Linked DNA regions of Sus scrofa: region 1 is linked to region 2. Evidence: chromatin contacts called from public promoter capture Hi-C data. All regions are on one chromosome and are shown on one strand. The core of a region is the stretch at or near the end of the contact, and the rest is flanking DNA. Distances in the headings are between cores, read along the strand shown. Region 1 holds the start of ZNF367 (zinc finger protein 367). Region 2 holds the start of CDC14B (dual specificity protein phosphatase CDC14B).

Region 1 (6,854 bases), core at 1,675-4,174, 240 kb before region 2:
GGTTAAGGACGCATGTTACTGGCAGCATCTATTTTACAAATGTGTCTCCCCTCTTCCTAAAACGTGAGCAGACTCAATCAGCATGATTCGCCTATGAAGCTTAAGGAGATAGAGAACTGCAAGCACCTTAGAGAAGCAAAACAAATTACTGAAACTCCCTATCTGCAGTCTGGAATATACGGATCACAGATCAAACTAGGAAACTTCCTGAAATGAAGGTATATTCCAGATCTTTCCCCCTCAAGCTGGAGAAGCTAAATGAATGAATTTTTGGAGCTGTACTTGGACTGCCTCATGGATAAAAGGACAAGTTAAAATCATTCCATGTAATAACATGAAACAGTTACAGTATGAATGACTGTGGGGAGGGGAAAAAAGTGAAATATATAAAAGCCTTTTCATTTTTACATGTTCTTCAGAATCTGAGGTATGTTTTACCTCTGAAAAGAGGTAGACCAAGTGGAAGTAAAATTCAAATCCATGCATTATTAAGCAACTTTTATAAAAGGTTTGTATGACGATAAGCCTGTTTCAGGCCAAAAACAAAAACACACACCTATAGAGTTCACTTATCTGTGGAAACATTAATTTTCTTCGATAACCCAAAATTAGATTCAGTTATGATTAAGAATAATAGATGCAAAATCTTCCACAAGTATTTGTGCATGTATGTATTTTAGATTCTCTCAACTATATAGCCAACTATGTTGGGGTTTTTTAAGTACTAAATATGTAAATACGTTAACACACACACACAAAATATCTAGGATACTCAGCCATCTCACTAAGGACTGCCTAGAGAAGGCACAATGTGTTTACAAACAGCGCTATTATGAGTATTTCTAACGCTTGTGCTTTCAAATTTTTACTGAAGTGCAGCTTCAGCGTTGAAGTGTGTCAGGCACATGGTTTTATAATTTTCTGTTTCTTCAATAACAATGACATTAGTAACAAAGTGTCTCAATTTCCTCTGGGCTCCAAACAGAGTTTCAACATCTTTGCTCTTGCGTGTAAAATGATAACCTAACTTGTTTCAATTTATACAGTATATAGATGTACTTATTCCAAGATGACTTGTTTTTCACCTTTAGCAAACTGCTCATCTTATACAGCCATTTAACAATTTGAGCCTGAATATTAACCTTATATTAGCAGCATTCATTACACAAATACTTAAGTGAGCACATTTATTGAGCATTTACAGAGTGCAAGGTATTAAAGTCGAGTAAGTCCACCAGAAAGAAATAAACCCGGCACTCCCTGAGCTTACAGCCTATAGAGGTAAGTATATGTCAGCAGACAGACTCTCCCAAAACACGCTCAGGTCTAGGAGTCACAAAACTTCCACTATAATCCCAGCACTCACTCTATCTAGCTGTGTACCTTGGGGAGCTCCCTTCACCAATCCCTCTAAGCCTCAGTTGCCCGATTTCTTAACTGTAGGTTTGTACCAGGTAGTCACATCCTTCCCAGCTCTAAACCGGTAAGATTTCGAGCAATTCCAGGTCTGTGACAACAGCGTCCCATTCCACTGCGTGCTCTCAGAACCTAGCAAAGTTGTACGCTGGATGCATGAAACAACACAGCGAGGGCTCAATTCCCGCTGGGGAGGAATCCCCTAAATCCCCTCTTTTTCTTCGGCCATCTCAGCAAAGCATCTTTAGCAGGGTCGGGGTATCTGCGGTGATGAAGCAGAAACTGGGCAACCTGTCCCTTCCCTCACCCAGAGGAACAGTTCAAGGCCCGCGGCCCTTCTCTCCCACTTCCGCCAGAGCGGACCAAGCGGACTGCCGTACTACTGGCAGAGCCACTTGGCCGCGTTACTCCGCGACCCCAGGCCGCGCGCCAACCCAGTGCACCAGCGGACCAGTGGCTTCGGGTCTACTGGGCCTCCCCACCCCCTCTGGCCGGTGTCATGTGACTGAAGCCCCGCCCCCAGGAGCAATTTTTTGGCGCGCGGCAGTGACGTCAGCGTCCTGTCACCCGCCCCCGCCCCGCCGCCGCGGAGCAACCTCGCGTTTTAAACTCGGCCCCGCCCCACCCGCCGAGTCCGCGGGCGCTGCCGGCTGTCCGGCCGCGCCGTTAACGGGCCCTCGCCGCCCCGCGCCCCGCCAGCCGGTGCCGCTTACCTTGAGGTGGCCACTGTCCGGGCTGCTCGCTTCCTCCTCGTCCTCACCTCCCGAGGCGGCGGCGGCCGAGGGGGTGGGCAGGGGCGCGCCCCGGCCCCGAAGCCCCGAGTGCTCGGCGACCGCAGGCAGGGCAGCCGAGGCGGCGCCCCCGGCAGCCCCGGGGCTGAGCGTCACGTTGTGCGCGTTCTCACCCCAGCGCCACGGGTACACCATGAAGTCGCTGAAGCCAGGGCTGGTGGGGATGAGAGGCGGCGGCGGCTCCGGCTCCCCTCCGCCGCCGCATGTGGGCTTGATCGGGGTCGTCCTAATGACCGACACCAGCACCCGCTTCGGGGAGTCCTGGCAGAAGATGACGGGCGGCGGCTGCGGCGGGTTGTCCGCCATTGGCGCCTCCACACCCCGGATCATTGCCCGACCCGGATCCGCAGCCCCAGCGGCCGTGGGCCACACTCCCTGAGCTCGGGTCTGGCCCTTCGCTCCGCTAGCCCGCGCTGCTCCGAGTTGCCGGCTCTCAGTCCCGCCGGCTCATGGCAGGCGGACGTTTCCTGGAACCTTCCTGCGCCGCGGCCAACGAAAGAGCGGAACGGCTCGGTTGGCACCAGGCGGCCGGAGCTGGACCCCAACCCTGGGTCAGGCCGGTCCTCCGCTCTTCGTACCCCAACGCAGGCTGCAGCCGCGGGAAGCAGCAGGCGGCCCGCGTTGCGATGACAGGAAAGCAGGACGCGAGGCGCTGAGCCCCCGAAAATAACAACCTGCCGCCGGGGTCCCTGCTCCAGTTTTTCCCGCGTTACATTTCGCGCCTGGGCGGGGCCAATCACCGCGAAGCCTCTGCCCGCTGGTCGCGGCGGAGAGTGACAGGTCGCTCGAGCCAATGGCCGGGCCTGGACCCCTTTCCAGCCAGAGCGGGGTGGAGCCGGATCTGTGCGCGGGTCCTTTCTGCCACGCCATTGGTCGCCGCTCTTGTATTTTTTTTCTGCCAAAAGGGCCAACAAGCGTTCGAAGCTCCGCGGGAGCGCGCGACGTCTGAACTTGCCAGGACACACCCTCCAGGGTCCCGCCCCGCCAGTCCTCGGAGCGGGTCGTCGAGGTGGGAGGTGCGGGGCCATGGGCGGGGGCGGGCGTCAGGAGTGTTGCCGATTGGAGAGGTGTCGGCGAGGGGCGGAGACAGGGGCGGTCGTTGGCCCGCAGGGGCGCGCGTTCACCGGCCCCACCCGCTGGTGGCTGTTGGTCAGCGGTTCCCGCGCGGCTGGGAATTTAAAGGGCTGGGGCCCAGGCAGCCCGCCCCGCCCCCGGCTCCCGCCACCCGCTTCTGGGGCATCGAGGCCTTCCTCCTGCAATTTCTAGTGGACACCCAGAGGTGCCGACTTTCTTAATGGCTCCCGTCTGCCCAGCTCTTGGGCTCGCTGTGAATTGACCCTCTCCGCACCCTCGATTCGCCCCGAGGCTGAAGCGGTCATCGGTCCCAGCCTTCGGCTTCCCGGACCTCGGTTTCCCAACTGTGCAAAATGGGGTAGTTAGGGAAGTCGTCTCTGAGGTCCCCGAGTGCTGCTCGCCGCTCAGAGGGGACACGAACGCAGGCGTGTGTGTGTGTGTCCGTGGTCACCCCCGGCACAGATACCCGAAAGACCCCGAGGACTCCCCGTCCCCGCGCCGTGGTTCCTCACCCAGTCTGGGGCGCACCTTCATCCCCGAATCTGCAAGGGCGTGGAGATGTGAGTGCCCGGAGGACCTCACCCCACATTGAAAGGACCTTGAACAAGCCGGCGAATCCAGCTCTGACAGTCACCCACCGAGGGCCAGCGTGGGGCTCGGAAGCACAGCACAGCAGACGATGGGGCAAATGGCATGCCCAGCCTCACATTCACTAGAAATGTGAAAGAAGTGACTGTGCCTTGTTTTTTACTGTATTGCCAGGGCCTAGTCTGACACATGGCAGGCCTTCAATAAATATTTGTTGAATAAGTCAATGAATATCCAGTATTTAAGTGTTAGAATTGGTGATTAAGAGCAGAATATTTCTCTCTCGCTCTCCCCTTTCCCCCTTCCTCTCTACCCCTCTCTCCCTTCCCCCTCTTTATCAAATACACACACTCAGCTATGCCACAACTGTTTAAAAACAAACTTAACTTGTATAAACAAGTGTGCTTTTTTTCACGTTAAAAAAAAAAAGATGGAAAGGAATTCTCTTGTGGCGCAGGGGGTTAAGGATCCCGCGTTGTCACTGCAGCGGCTTGGGACGCTGCTGTGGCACCGGTGAGATCCCTGGCTCAGGAACTTCCACATGCCAGGGGCGTGGCAAAAAAAAAAAAAAAAGTGGAGAAAAACAAATACACATTTTTGTTTTTATGTGTACAAAATATCTCTAGCAAGATACACAAGAATTGTAACAAGTTGATCCCAGGGAGGGGAATTATGTGGCTAGGAAACAGGGTGGAAAGATTCCAAAAGGTACAACATATAACTCTTTGCATCTTTTAAACTTTGAACAGAGTGAAAAATATCTTTTCAACAAACGAAGTAGTATGCAGCTACCATTTCCTGGAAACCTACTATAATAATAGCATATATCTACTATAATAGTGTATATCCAACAATAATATGGATGGACACTTCACTTAGCTTCTACTGCTGTCAACAGTTCAGTGAGGTAGATACTACTTATTTCCACTTTATAGGTGAGGAAATTGGAGATTTGCCCAGGGTCACATAACTTGATAAAAATCCTCTGTTAAAGCTGGCTCTGAGGAGTTCCTGTGTGGTGCAGTGGAAACGAATCCAACTAGGAAGCATGTGGTTGCGGATTTGATCTCTGACCTCTCTCAGTGAGTTAAGGATCTGGAGTTGCTGTGAGCTGTGGTATAGGTCGCAGATACAGCTCGGATGCTGCGTTGCTGTGGCTTGACCCCTAGCCCGGGAACCTCCGCGGGTGCGGCCCTAAAAAGCAAAATAAATAAATAAAGTTGGCTCTGAAAACTGCCTATGGATTATACTCCTTCGAGTCCACTGAAGAAAACGAGGAAGTGGCTGAAAAATGGGAACCCCCCCCCACATTTCTGAGACCTGTTTCTCATATTCCAAAACTTTCAGGTTTCAGAAAATATCAGAACCAAATTGATATTTAAATAAATAGTTGATGCAGAAAATTCAAAGTTCATCTCTCATTTTACTTAATTTAGTAAACACTCATCTTGTTTTTAAAATTTCATACCAAATGACTGTACCATATACTTCTGAATCCATTGGAAGGGAAATATAGTCCATCCATCACTTATACTTGAAAAACAGCAAAAAGGAAAAAAGTGATATATCCATCTGGGACTCTCAAATTAAGAGTTGAGCAAGATCCAACAGATTAAGCACCAACCAATAGTTACTGTGTAACATGTCCCAGAGGGCAAGATGAATCATTCAGAAGCAGGACACTGACTTTCTGCTTCTAAAAATTACTTTTCATCAACAGTATCCTGGCAACTGCACTTGCTCTCTGCCACAAGAGAATGAAAAACATGCCAGGAATGTGTGAAGTGGGCAGAGGGTGATTCCAGGAGCGGAGCTGAGGTCATGCAAGATCTGTTTGGCTCAATTTCTATGCAACTAGGAAGCTGTCTGAAGTGTGTGGATCATATTCCTGATGTCTTTGTTCTGCCCTAGACATAGTCAACATCCCAGAATACTAAAACCCATCTAAGATACATAAACTATATATTATTACAGTAGTCTTTGCAGTTGTTAAAAATCAAGGCCTCTACTCATAAAGATACATACCTCAAACCCTCTTTTTAAAATACACTTTCAAATTTCAAGATAAAGTCTGAGTAAAACAAGATTTTTTTCACTTCAAAAACATATCAACCAGAGCATTTGAAACTGCTTGATTGCTACAAAACCTTCTAGTTGGTCTGGGAGACTGAGCATAACATAAATCCTTTTAAATGGTTTGGCTTCACAACTAAAAGTGCAGATAAAACTGCTTTGCAAATAGATGTAGGATAAAAAAAATGCCTGATCACCTTTTTGGGACTAGCAAGAAGATAATTTATCATAAAATTCTCCAAAATAATTTTCTCAATGTTCTATTTGGCAACAGACTCAAACTTGAGTTCCAAAAATCCTCTTACCATGGTCTCCTGTAATATTTCAATGGGATTTTTAAGCTCTAACAACAGGAAAATATCTACACAGACCAGACCAGATATGTTTTTCATCCAAAAGAGCCTTCCTCAAAATATTTTCTAAAAACCTTGCCCATGAGAGTTTCATCAAGTTAAGAGAATAAGGAAACAATTTTTAACATCTTGTTTTCCTATCTACCAACACAAATGCCCAAATAGCTCGTCATGATGGTATTGCTAATTTTCTTAGAAATCGCTCTCTAGGTTTCAAATAGGCGATCTTTGGTTGCAAGAAAGAATAAGCCTGTAAGACCAGTTTAGAAAACAAAGAATTATTAAAAGAAAACAGGGCCATCAAATGGACTCCAAAGTCAGGATTAGAACCTGAAATGGGTCATTAGACCTCTCTGGGAACACATGATTTCTGGCCTCAGTTTCTATCTCTGCAGATATGCTTTATTATTTCTTCTCTGTAGACACACTTCTTTACTTTTCCACGTATATAGCTAAATGTACCCAACCATAGACCAGTCTCTAAGTTATTCATACTGTATTCAAGTCACTAGAAGAAACAGATGGACATTTGCAAATCTCAGCTTCAAATTATGAAGAG
Region 2 (6,078 bases), core at 2,302-4,801:
GATGCTACTACAGCCTTTTGCAACAGGGACTGGAAAATCCCCAAAGTACCATTTAGTTATTATCATTAGATAAATCACCGTGAAGCCAGACGAGGCCACAACATGCAGCCATTAAAAAGAGGCCTGTTCCTGCTGGCATGGTACAATTTGTACACACTTGAACAGGAATAGAAAACTAGGAAGGGAAAGAAAATATTACCAGGGAGGAAAATTAACTACATCTATGTATCTCTTTTGGTTAATGTTTCACTTTAAAATTGTGCACACACTGCTTTTAGAAAACAATGCCTGAGGGGAAAATGAGTTGGAAACCACAGACCAGGGTGCCATTTGCTGAGGGTGAGGCCTCACGCCTTCCCTACAAATCCAATATAAAATAATCTCCATCCTGCATCCAAAATTACTTTGTCATGTATATCACACCAAAACAAACTGGCTTAGTATCATTTTTTAAACAATTTTTTTTCTTCTTTTTTATCTCTTTTTTTCTTTTCCAGCCACACCCGCCACACCCTAGCCATATGCATAGAATCTGAGCAACTCTGGATCCTTACATAATCCACTGCACCAGCTGGGGAGTGAGCCCTCAGGGCCTCAGCAAAAACACCAGATCCCCAACCTGCTGGGCCACAGTGAGAACTCCAATTTAGTATCATTTCTCCAAGGAAGTCAAGACAGTGATAAAGGGGTACATGGAGAAGTTACATCCCTGCAGTGATCTTACAGTGAGGCTGGACTCTCCCATTATCTGCGCTTCTAATCTAAATATTGTATTTTGATTTTATATAATGCACCAACTCTTGCCTCACTGTTCTGCTTGGTGATATTTTCTGAAGTTAACTCACTGATCACTGCCTCAGGAAAGCCAGCCACATTACATTTTTTTCTCCTTGAAGGAGAAGGAAGATCAGTCCAGTGACTTTACTGTCAGAAACTTCCTTTTTGACGGGAGACAACTGTCTAAACAAGTCATAAAACATGTATATACATTTAAATCCACAAATACCATTTTATGGTTTTATGCTTTAAAACCATATCTAGAAAAATAAAGAAGTAAAAAGAAATAAATAAATAAAACCGTATCTAGGGAGTACCCCTTGTGGCTCATCGGAAACATCCATGAGGATGCAGCTTCAATCCCTGGGTTTGCTCAGTGGATCTGGCGTTGCCGCAAGCTGTGGTGCAGGTCACAGATGTGACTCTGATCCTTCATTGCTATGGCTGGGGTGTAGGCCAGCACCTGCAGCTCGGATTGGACTCCTAGCCTGGGAACTTCCAGATGCCACAGATGTGACCCTAAAGAGCAAAAAATAAATAAACAAATAAAATAAAACCATATCTGTTTTAGCCTAAGCAGTAAGGAAAGCCAAATGAGGCAGTTCTGCATGTACTAATAGAAAATACCATGAAGAAAACACAACATGCAGGAGTTCCCGTCGTGGCTCAGTGGTTAATGAGTCCGACTAGGAACCATGAGGTTGCGGGTTTGATCCCTGACCTTGCTCAGTGGGTTAACGATCCGGCGTTGCCGTGAGCTGTGGTGTAGGTTGCAGACGCGGCTCGGATCCCATGTTGCTGTGGCTCTGGAGTAGGCCGGTGGCTACAGCTCCGATTCAACCTCTAGCCTGGGAACCTCCATATGCCCCAGGAGTGGGCCAAGAAATGGCAAAAAGACAACAACAACAACAGAAAAAAGAAAAAACAACATGCAAAACATGTTGTATGCCACTGTACTTGGGGACAGTACTGAATGTATATGCAGTCTATTTCTGGGAAGATTCACAAGAAACTAGGAACATAAGTTGCCTCTGGGGGAAAATATCCAGTGGCTGAGAACAACTTATGTATAATATGCCTGTTTAACTTCGGAATTAAGAATTCTATACCAAGGCAGTGTGTTGCTACCCCTAAGACTGAATGCTATTAAACACGGTCCTTCAAAACGGTATAAATAACAAAAGCATCCCGACTGTGTGGGGCCATCTCCCAGGGAGCACACACGTGGCGGGACCTGGTCTCAGCCTCAGCAAGCCGGCTTCAGCTACCACGGCGCCAGGCGCTACGGGACACCCGGGCAGGTGCCCCCAGAGACACGTATTTAAGGCCTTCTTGCCTCCCTCCTCGGTTCCCAAGGGCCATCCACTCAACGCCGAGGCACCTTCCACTCTACTCTCAGCTTTCTGCAAAATGGACCTTCTGTGTCCCACTGTCCATCCACTTAGAAAATAATTTCTACTAAAATTCTGTGTTTGAACACTTTCTAAATTAATGTCCTGACCGCTCCAGCTCACCTGGTTTTAGCAAAGGCTAAGGGCGGGAAACAGTTTATAAAAATCCCACACACCGAGGTTTCCACATTCCGCGCCACACGAAAACAGACTGCAAAATCCCTCAAAATTGTAGACAGCTGTGCTGTTTACAAAGCCTTACCACATACATCCTCATATTTAATGCCTTCACAGTCCTCAGTGTCAATCCTGGCAAACCCCACAGCTCCCAAACTGGATTTATTACATTTTCAGGAATTGTACAATCAGCACTAATAATAAGGCATCTATCAAACGGCTGCTTTTCTACCTGCTATTTCTCAAAAGTGACAACTCTGAGCATTCGGCACGCTGACCGATTCAAAAGCCATCAACGTGACACATTCCTTCCAGAAGCAAGGCAAGGGAATTTTCCCCAGGAGGGTCTGGGCAGTGCTCGTGCGCGCACTGGGGAGGGGGCAAGTGCCTTGAGGACCAGGGCAAGGATCAGGCTCCCCGGCCGGGCCGGGGAACGCCGCCCCAGGCGGGAGGGACTCCATTTCCCACAGAGCAGCGGAGGCTTGGCAAACGCCAAATAAACAAGGCAGCTCCCGTGCAGGCGAGTTCAGCGCGCTCGGGGAATCCTTTGGGAGTGACTCGGAGGTTCAGACTCTTGTTAAGGGCCAACCGACCTTCCAACCTGGGAGGCGTTATCAACTTGGATTTAGGAAAAGCCGGAGGCGCCGAGCTGACGCCAGCCATTTAGAAAGGTGACCCTCGGGCCATCTTGGCTGGGGTAGGAGGGTGCAAAACGGATAAAGTTACAGATCGCAGCAAACGCAGATGGAAACTCGGGGTAGGCGGGCGCTCCCAGAGAGCCCGGCTCCTGAAGGGGGTGTGGCCGGCTGGGGCTTTTATGGGGTGGGGGGTGGAGGCGTGTCAGTCGGGCCCCAGGAGGCGCCTATACCGCCTGGGTGGGTGGGCTAGGACCCCCGCGCCGGGTGCCGCGTGTCCGAGGCGGCCCACCGTGCGCTCGCTCGCTCGCTGGCTCACCGGTGATGTCCAGGTACAGGTCGTCCCGTTGGTCCAGGTTGTGCAGTTCCTGCGACGTGGAGCTGCGGCTCTTCTTCACTCCCTGCGAGGACGACGAACACCGCCGCGAGCAAGGGGGCGCGGCGGCCCAGCTCGGCCGCCGCTCGCTCTTCCGCTTCATGGAGGCGGCCGCGGCCCGTCAGGGGACCACGACCATGGCCCCGCGCGCCCGCTAGCCCGCCAAAGCCCCCGCCAGCCCCGCGCGCGGGCGCTCGGGGCGGCGGGCGCGGAGGGGCGCTGCGGCGACGGCGGAGCCCGGCGCGGGTGGCCGCGCAGGAGCCGGAGGAGGGGCCGGGCCCACCGCGCCTGCCCCGCTCCCTCCTGCGGCCGCCGCGGGACCGGCGCCGCAGCCCTTGGTATAGCGCCTCCTGCTGCTGCTGCTGCGGGCGCCCCCCAGCCCGCCCCCAGGTGCCCGCTGCCCGCTGGCGCGGCGGAGGCGACGGTGCTGCGGCCGGCGCCAGGGGCTGCCCGGGGTAACCGCGCGCGCCCACCGCAGCTGCAGACGCTGCTGCCGAGGCGCCCGAGCACAGCGGGCCGCGGCTCCCAGGGACCCCAGGAGGGCTGTTCCGTGGAGCTTCATTCACAAAAAAGGGCCCACAACCCTCCTCGGGGCCCGCAGACTGAGTCCTTTCATTGGTCAGTGAGTCGTGACGTCACGGAGACGGAGCTTTTCTACAGGCAGGTAGCCGGTGACGCCATAAAGAAAAGTCTGAGTGGTTCCGCCAATCAAAGATAAAAGTGCACTCGCGACCCTCCGCAAGCCCTCTAACTTCTGTTTCTTCTATGTTCCCAGAATGCCAAGACCCCAGTTTCAAACTTCCTTTAGTGAGTCATCAACGCTTTACACAGCCTCTACCCTAGTAACTTAACTGCGGTTCTTTGGCGTGTATATTTTTTTAAGGTATTTCTTGGTTTTCCGTCTGTATCGCTCCAAGTCAAAGGGGCTCGTGCCATGGCGGCTGGCTTGGAAAAGAGAATGGACTTAGTGAATTGTCCGCTGTTATGTAGACTTAAGGTGGAGTTGATTTCAGAATTTAGGAACTATTTAAATCAGCTACGCTCTTTTTAGTGACCTATGCCCAGGATTCAAATAGTCCAAGCAAGAGCTTCTTAAGGAGTCGATAAAACTACCATAGAAACACGATATACTACAATGGTTTGCACTTCGAAGTTCGTCATCTTGGAATCCTGTACCGGGATTGACTCAGTAGTTTCATACACCAGTTGCTATGTTTTTCTTACCTAAGGTATTGACAGGTCCAGTCGGTGAAGTATTGAAACAAGTAATCAATCTCCTTTTTTTTTTTTTTTTTCTTTTTCCTACTGAGTTAAAATAATGACAGATCTTTCTAGAATTTAACCAAGACTAACATTTTGAAGGGTCTTTGCTTCGAACAAATATCCGTGGCGGCATAGAAAAGTGTCAGAAGACCGGTGGGCAGTATCTAGATTTTAGACCCCAAAATTCTACTTCTAGCCACCTAGTCCCAATTTTCACCAGCACTTTCCACAATTACAGCCAGCCTCTAGAAGGAAGAATTTGAATCAGTCTCCTGGGAAGCCTTTCAGAAATGCAGATTTTGATGGAGTACCTCCCGGAGGGGCTATTTGACTTTTATTGTTGAAGGCCTTTACCTTAAGCACTGCTAATTGAGGAATGGAGGCTGGAGAAAAGAGGGCTCTGCCTGAGGGAGGCATTTGAACAGTCTGGAACTGGGGCTCTGACTTTTAGACCGGAAGCTAGGTCCTCATTTCATTCTTCCCTTTTTCCATAAGGAAATCAATGAAGGCCTTAAATTAAATCCAAAAAAAAAAAAAAAAAAAAGTCTTCAGGTTATCCATAAGAGCAACAAAAAAAAGCAAGAGACTTGGGAAGTGCTCTGCAAATGAGTCCAGGTCAGCAGAAACCTACCCATACCAGGTCTTCCTCTGTTCTCAACAAGAAGAGGAGGCCTTTCACACTGACCTAGAGGCTCAGGAGCCATTTTCCAGGCTACCTGGGATTTTATAAGAGTAGGTCTTGGTTTTTTGTTTTGTCATATTGAGGTATAATTGACATATAACATTATGTTAAATTTCAAGTGGCCAACCTAATGATTTCATATCTGTGTATATTTTAAAATGATCACAATAAGTCTAGTTAACATTGAGAAGGTCTTTTTTTGTTTGTTTGTTTGTTTTTGTTTTTTTAGGGCTGCACCTGAGGCATACGGAGGTTCCCAGGCTAGGGGTTGGATCAGAGCTATAGCGGCTAACCTTCACCACAGCCACAGCATCGCCACATCCAAGCCAGGTCTGCGACCTACCCGACAGCTCATGGAGACACATGATCCTTAACCCACTGAGCGAGGCCAAGGATCAAACCTGCGTACTCGTGGATACTAGTCAGTTTCATTTCTGCTGAGCCACAACTGGAACTCTAAGGTCTTGTTTTAAATAGATATTACATGAGAGTTGTCTCCCTAGAGTAAAGAAATTAAAGTACCCCCCCCCCAAAGAAAGGGAGTTCCTGTCGTGGCTCAGCAGTTAGCGAACCCAACTGGCATCCATAAGGACTCGGGTTCGATCCCTGACCTCGCTCAGTGGATTGAGGATCCCTCCTTGCTGTGAGCAGTGGTGTAGGTTGCAGAGGCATCTCAGATCCCACGTTGCTGTGGCTCTGGCGTAGGCCAGCGGCTGTAGCTCCCTCCAGTTGGACCCCTAGCCTGGGACCCTCCATATGCTTCAGGTGCGGCCCTGA

The links. Promoter capture Hi-C pulls out the DNA fragments that hold promoters and counts their contacts.
Region 1: a contact with region 2 is called in a promoter capture Hi-C map of fetal liver, with 2.9 times the contacts expected there. The contact joins the promoter of ZNF367 here to the promoter of CDC14B in region 2. A contact is called at or near these places in 2 of 5 promoter capture datasets (fetal liver and fetal skeletal muscle), 4 of 47 Hi-C or Micro-C datasets (embryonic fibroblasts, fetal heart ventricle, heart right ventricle and 1 more) and 1 of 2 datasets of contacts at active chromatin or transcription factors (skeletal muscle).

The regions. Positions count from the first base shown.
Region 1 is chr10:25,703,781-25,710,634 of Sscrofa11.1, reverse strand. It overlaps ZNF367 (zinc finger protein 367), which reads right to left and starts at 2,924. Exons shown (of 5, transcript XM_021064593.1): 1 at 2,130-2,924. The coding sequence starts at 2,537.
Region 2 is chr10:25,469,449-25,475,526 of Sscrofa11.1, reverse strand. It overlaps CDC14B (dual specificity protein phosphatase CDC14B), which reads right to left and starts at 3,551. Exons shown (of 15, transcript XM_021064578.1): 1 at 3,300-3,551. The coding sequence starts at 3,459.